Regions from separate parts of the Anas platyrhynchos genome. Here region 1 is linked to region 2. A link is a contact called in public Hi-C data. All regions are on one chromosome and are shown on one strand. The core of a region is the stretch at or near the end of the contact, and the rest is flanking DNA. Distances in the headings are between cores, read along the strand shown. Region 1 overlaps RASSF8 (Ras association domain family member 8). Region 2 overlaps RASSF8 (Ras association domain family member 8).

Region 1 (3,561 bases), core at 353-2,852, 74 kb after region 2:
TACATCCACCTGCCATAAGCATTTTCGTATTAGATTCAAGATTTAAAAAGTTAAGGAATTTGACTGCTGCACATCTGTAATGGTTGATATTTCTAAGCAGCTCACTCCTGGAAAAATAATTAAAGGTGAAGAGTGAGAGGGTAAAGCAGCAGATAGGTGAAACTAAGCATCTTGTCAAGAAAGATTAGAGGTCAGTGAAGGACAATGTGAGAGAGGGGAGCAATTCTGGAAAATTCCTGGCTTGAGTTTCCTATCAGGATAAGGCAGATTGCTGCCCAAAACAAACAATCTTCTGAGGGGCAGAGGGAATGAGTCCTGACAGGATGTCAGAATCACAAGCGGACAGGTGCTCAGTGTAAGCTAAAACCAGCTCCAGGCTGGGGAAATGGCAAAGCAAGCGTCCCCCCACCCCTGGCCCCGAACAGCTGGGCAGTGGGGGAGTTAAAGGCATATCTCTATCTGCAGCTGTGAGATTTGAAGAGAGCATTCCAGTATCTCTCCCTCCCTTCCAAAAACAAATACTACACTGCTACCACAAACACCTTTAAGGCTCATGAACAAGTATTTAGGAAGAGTCAAACAGAGGGAAGTGGCACAGAGCACACAAACAGTCCATTCCAAATTAGAAGCGTTAACAGAAGGCTAGCAGGTGCCGTGGGAAATTGGCAATGCGGAGTTTAGGACAGCACATTTTAAAGAGGCACAATGCAAACTGTACATTGACCAACGCAGACAAGGGGAGGCAATGATCGGCTACAAAGTCACCCATAATGGCCGATGCAGGAAGGGGACTATGCTGGGCCCGGGACTCAGCAGGCCTGCGCTGTGACTCCAGCTCTGCCAGTGCCATACCGTGGGGGCAGCCCACTGGCCGCATGCTCCCGCCATGAGAGGAGGACAGGGCTCATCTCTGGCCAGGCATTCGAGCAGGACCTGGCAATACAGGTCAGGATTTCATGCAAGGCCTCCTGTTACAGTAGTATTACTGTAACATCTCATTGCTGATGATTTGTTTTGCAGTGCCTCAGAACAGAAGACTGGCAAGCCCTGAGAAACTGAACACCCAAAAACTGTCTTGCTAAAAGTTTAAATAAATCAAAACATGCCACTTGAATACCTTATAAAGCATGGTTCTTAGCTTATGGTGAGAGCCCAGCTCCCTGTCACCTTATCTAGGAAGAATGAGCCTCTTCCCTTTGCTCCTGATACAGAACATGACCCCTTGTGCACAGGGCTTCGGTTTATTGACAGCAGACACAATCTAGCCTTCCCTTATGGCTCTTCCCTCCTCTTAAAGGTATGCCCCCTTATCTTCTAGACTTGCCTACAGAGTCAGCAAGCTTCACTGCCTCATTAAAAAGCAAGGGGCAGATAATCAGCTTTTCCTACTGGTAAGCAGCAAGCCTTGGGAAGAATATTATCTTGAGTTACAATGATGGACTGAGTTTTTTTGCACTAGATCACCCTTGCAGATATCTTGTATCTACTTGTATTAAAAGGCCTCTGAGAAAGTTCTTTGACAATCTCATGCAGCATAGTTTAATCCCATGGACTGCTGCTGTCTTTTATATTAAGTTGGTTGCTTTCTGGTCTGCTCTTGGGAAAGAAGGAAAGGTCACATACCACAGATAAGCTTTTCACATATCATTTCATTTTGTCACCCCCTCCCCCTAAGTCTTCCATTCTTGGAAGGCGCAAAGCCCAAACACTTTTATTTACATTGTATCTCAGTTTGAAACAAAAGCAAAATTTAAAATATGAGTAAACAAGTAAGCTGGTAAACAAGCACAGGAACTGCAGTACAGCAACACTGGTAATAAGAAAATGACTTCTCTATTCAGACTATTTTGTAAATTCTTGTTAATTCAGTCATTTTCTGACAGATCTTCTTCACCGGAACAAGTCCTAATGAAAGATTTCACTAAGCTATTTCCCAGCTCCTTCAAAATCATTGTTCCCTTGTATGATAAATAGCCTTTGTTATCTCTTTGGAGTATCAGGTTACCAATTCCAATCCCATTAATAGCATGAAAGCACTGCGCTGTATTCAATGACTGTTACTCCTGTTGCTCGTCTGTGCCAATTCCACTACTTGAAATACACAGCATCAAGCATGTAGCTATTCATTAAAAGTTTCTGTCCTCACTCCCAATGACACCAGTGCAAAGGCTTTGATTGACCTGAAGCCTTGGATGAAACCCAAAGCAAGCATTTATACCAGGGGAGCAATTCTGATGAGTGAGAACATGCTTAAAAGAGCCACACAATCACTTTCTGATGGGCATGGATAAGGGCATTCCATTACTGCCATATGTTTCTCTTAGCATGCCAATTATTCTAGGTAGTGTGGCTAAATTAATATTGCTAGCCATACAACCTCAAAGGTGCATTTAAGCTATTGGTACCTTGATTCCCAATATCGTCTTTTATACCTTATTAGTTCTGGCATCTTTCTACTTTCTTCTTCAGAAAGAGTCTGACACGTGCAGACATCTCCTGAGTTCATTACTGGTTTTCTTTCCTTCGCATGTTACATAGAAGCAGAAGAACCAAGACAAGGATCAGAGATCTCACAGGCCTTCAAAAGACACTTACCAAGAGACCAGGCAAATTTATTAAAGAACAGGGGGAAAAAAAATGCTCTCCCCCCTATTGTAATTGAAAATTGCTTTCTTTATCCCCCCCCCCCCCCCCCACACACACACACACACACTTAATACCACACTAATCAGAATTAACATTAGCATTAGTCTAATGGAGAATAGCTATGAATTCGCTAAGTGCCAAGTTACATGCTATGGCTTTAAGCTTAGTATTAACAAAACCCACAAACTGACAATATCTACTTTTTCTAAAGGAACAAAGAATGCTTTGCTCTCAACTTCTGTAGGAGGCTGTCACAACCAGTATAAGCACAGCGGGAAGGAGGGAAGGGGGGATAAGCAAAAGCTGGCATGATTTGCTGAAGATTCCCATACAGGCTAGTGACAAGAACAACAGACCCTCCAACTCCTGAAGCCACACTGTCTCCCCACTTTGGCACAGATGCAAAACATCTGGCTGCCCAGTGGAATTACAGACTTTCCTTATCCGTGCTCACAAAACTGCTGACTGACAATAAAATGCAAAGTTTCAAAAGGTTGCTCCGGAAACTCCAAATCCCCTTTGAACAACGGCTTAAAAACATTGTCAAACACTTCAGAAGTCAAAAAGTCTTCTAGCAAAAAGCTTTCAGTTCAGTTGAAACAAAAGGAAGTTAGAGATCCTAAGATTAAAGGGAAACTCACAATAAAGCACCACCACTGCCTCGCCATTTTAAAACTGGATGATCCAGAGACACAGCAAGGTGCATGCTGGAAATACATCATTGTGCACTGTTGCAGGAAGGGAAATGAGACAAAGTTACACCTAGTATAGCTTGCAAATGGAATAAATGAATTCAGACTACAACCTCAGCCCTCAAGCAAGGGCAGAAGCTGAATAGAAGTCAGTTACATTATGCATTTTGAGAGGAAAAGGAATGGAAGTTTCTAGAAGAGGCAGTAAAGCATTAAAACACGA
Region 2 (3,633 bases), core at 415-2,914:
CTTAATATAATGCACTGATCTGCCAAGAGCTGGGGCCTAAATTCTCAAGTTATCTAACCCTAAATCAACAGAGGTTTGAAGACAAATGCTTTTAAAAGAGTTCGGCCAAGAGCACTATGGTCCTGTTCAGCACCCTGCAATACAACCATCCCTCGGCTAGCGCTGAATGTGCTATTGTTCATGCAAGAGATTTTTTTTTTTTGAGCTGTGGAACAATGCAGACTCACCAGCGTAACAGTGCTACACTGAGGTAATGAACACTCCCTCACAGCAGGGCAAAGGGGCCAGATGCATTGCCATGGATGCGGCTGCATTGCCCTCAGCTACTTTGGCTGATACTAGCTCTGGTATTTTGCTATCACACTCCACTGTATGGTGAAGATATGCTCTGAATGATTTCTCAGAGGTCACTGAGCAGTCAGTGAATGGCAGCAAACGTGCTCTAACTGATGGGGAAGGAACTTAGCCTGCATGTGAATAAGGAGAGGTTGTCTGTGATAGATAAAATTAAAATTGACTGTTCTTCAAAGCAATCTGAATCGCAATTTGAAAATGGAAGCAACTTTTTCTTCCTTTTACCCAAGTTCACCATGGAAAGTTCCTTATGCATTCCTTTGTCAGCTTGAAATCTGTGCTAGAAAAAAAAAATGTTATAATCAGGTTTTTGACTTCTGTTTAGCCATAGATAAAAAGGTTGTTCTTACCTGTAACCGTTTGGTAGCTTGGCCCAGAGATCTTTCTACAGCTTTGATGCCGTTTTCCAATCGTAAACTTTGCTGGCCCTGAATATCAATTTCACCTTTCACCTTCTCAATCTTTTCTTTGACCTCTTCTTCATTCACTTGGGATTCTTGAACTTCCCGATGCAACTTCTCCGCTTCGAGGCCACTCTCCATATCGTGGATCTGCGACACGTAGTCCTTCAGCTTGCTCTCGCATTCTAGGATCCTCTGCCTCATCTCCTGGAGCTGCTCCTTTAGCTGTTTCTCGTTCTCTTGCTCGATCTGCAGCTCGTTTTCCCAGAACTCTTCCTCCTCGATCTCTACTTCGTTTCTTTTGATCTTCTGCTCTAGCTTGAGGATTTCTTCCTCCAGACTGGAGTTGTACTTCTGCTCCCAGTACCGGATCTCCGCCTCGTTGGACTCCAGCTGCTTCTCAATGCACTGCAGTTTATCTGTCTGGAGGTGAATCAGCTTCTTCAGCTCTTCTGCCGTCGTTTTGCAGTTGTTGAGCACCTTCTGCTTGAACTCAGACTCCTTACTTTTACCGAAGATGTCCATTAGCCCCTTCGCCCCACCAGTGAAGGTCAGGGACTTCCTTTTCGGCTCCCTCCGCTTCATGGCTTTGTCATTTGGAGGCCGCAGCTTGGCCAGGGGTGGCAGGCTCTGCCGGTACAAAGTCCTCTCGGGGCCGCGAGCCACGCTGTCCGAGGTGGGCCTCTCGCTCAGGGAGGGCCCGGTGCGGCGCAGGATCAGCTGCACGTCGCTGGCGTACTGCCCCCACTTGTTGAGCGACACCACGGGGTTCTCGTGGGGCGCCAGGTGCCGCTCGGTGTCCCGCCACTTCTCGATCAGCGCGTAGCGACCGGTGCGCCCTGAAGGGACAGGAACAGGGACAGGCGTCAGCGGCCGCCCCGCCAGGGGGCGCCGCCGCCCCGGGTAGGGCAGGGCCCGCCGCCGGCCCCATCGGCGGCTCCGGGGGGCCCTTCCCCGGCACGGCCCGCGGGGCGCCCCCACGGACGGACGGACGGACGGACGGACCGACCCACACCGCGCGGTCTCCGTCGTGAGGGCGAAAGCCCACGGCGTCGCGGGCAAAAAGGTGCCGAAAATCGACTGGTTTTAAAGCACGCGTTATCCCAGGGGATTTTGGAACGGTTCTGTGGTTACCGCTAGCCCTAAACACATCGTTTGCTATTTTAATGCCATACACATATCCACTGCCACGACAGGCCATCATTTAAATGGTAACTTATGTCAGCACATACACGCTTGAAATGCCAGTCATTTATGCAACTATGAGTTGGGGGAGTTGGAATAAAGGTGTCTGATGTCCATCTGATGTGTTTTGTTCACTTTCTCCACCTGCACTTTCCCCCAAGGTACAGTCTTGGGCTGGAAGTCTGCCTCTGGCCTCCAACCGCAACACTCGCACAGATTCCCCACCTCCAGTCCGTAGGAGGCAAGCTCTGCCACACCAATTGACACATGGTGTAGCCCCCTAAAATCTGCTAGCATCAGACCAGCCTTTGAAAGAGCTCCCCAGGTGAACGGGTAGTTTGCTGGAAATGGCTCCTCTGATCTCACTTTCTCACAAGTAGTTCATGATGAAGACAACAACAAAAATCAGCTTGACAGGCACAATCTAGAAAGCAGATTGCTTTGGCTGGTGGATCACACCAGCAATAGTTAGCTGGCCAAATAAGAGGCCAAAGCATCCACATTCACTTCCAAGTTAGGAGTGAAAGCTCAAAGAAGATGCAAAGATTTAAATGATTGAAGTCAGCAAAACAGGGCAAGCAGTATGGAAACATTCCACCTCCCCTAATGCCTTATAAATAAACGACTTGAGGTAAGCACTGGGGAAAAATGAAAGTCTATCGATAAACATACTACTGTGCTTAGCCCACATTTTCAGAAACAGATCTAAAAGTTTATTGTCATAAACTACTTCAAAACCAAGTTTATTATGCCAAGATACAAAGTCAGATGTTATTTATTTGTTTGTTTCACCAACCCACAATATTGTTCGTTGACCCATTAAGATTTATGGTTTGTAGTAGGCATCAGTGTTATTATAGGAAAAATAAACCTAGTGCTGTTTGCCACAGTGTACTAACAATAAAACCCCAAGGAAGAAAAATGAAAGTGTGCTACAGATCCTAGGACAAAGGTTGTATTTTCCACTCTATTTTGTTAATCTTAAAAGCTTTCAGCTTTCATCTTGTAAACATGGTAATGCTACTAGTGTTCTTGTTGTGTCAGAAACAGCCAGGTTCAAATAAGTCTTAAAATTGTAATTAGGGTACCACTAGGGGAGTGGTCAGCATGCAAGTTCTTAGCACTTTGCTACTAAATGCACTGCTTAAAAGAAACATAGTAAGAGGCAAAACAGAAAAGGGGGGAAGGGAATACAGCTAGCAATCTCAACCAAAAATGAAAAAGGGAATTAAGCAAAGTGCTTGCCAAGAACTATTTCCATCTTAGATCAGGATTCCAAATCAACATGCAGTCCTAAATAATGAACTCCATGCTCAAGAGCCACATAAAGGAAAGTATTTAGTAAAAGTCATATTTACACAGTTCAACAGCCACACCTGGAGTTCAATACTAGTCTAAAACAAAGTTGTCCTCATCTGAGATCATTACCTAGGTTTACTCTATTCAGGCTATTTATGACAGTGTTTAACAATACCTAGAAAACCACAACAGTGATGTTTGCTTGCATTAGAGGGGATTAATTCACAAATTAAAGGGTGAGTGAGCTGATTCAAAACTAATGACAGAATATTTAAGAATACAGGTATCCTTATAACAAACTGCTATTTTTGAAGTGCTACCACTAGCAAGGAGAAAGCAGGTTGCTTTGATTGTTGACAAAGAACAGTGCAATGTCTGTATGCTGCTTCTTGTC

Evidence for each region. Hi-C and Micro-C count contacts between places; a contact is called where the count stands out from the background.
Region 1: a Hi-C map of liver shows a contact between it and region 2, with 4 times the contacts expected there. The contact joins two enhancer-like sites. A contact is called at or near these places in 3 of 8 Hi-C or Micro-C datasets (F5 follicle, liver and skeletal muscle).

What each region holds. Positions count from the first base shown.
Region 1 is chr1:75,454,124-75,457,684 of IASCAAS_PekinDuck_T2T, forward strand. The region is part of intron 1 of RASSF8 (Ras association domain family member 8); the gene reads right to left. Among named protein-coding and RNA genes, the nearest start is that of RASSF8, 6.6 kb to the right of the region's middle. Within about 2 kb of position 1,603, at least 1 of the 8 cell types and tissues checked has an H3K27ac peak or open chromatin away from gene starts, as enhancers often do.
Region 2 is chr1:75,380,062-75,383,694 of IASCAAS_PekinDuck_T2T, forward strand. It overlaps RASSF8 (Ras association domain family member 8), which reads right to left. Exons shown (of 6, transcript XM_027450014.3): 4 at 705-1,594. Among named protein-coding and RNA genes, the nearest start is that of BHLHE41, 29 kb to the left of the region's middle. Within about 2 kb of position 1,665, at least 1 of the 8 cell types and tissues checked has an H3K27ac peak or open chromatin away from gene starts, as enhancers often do.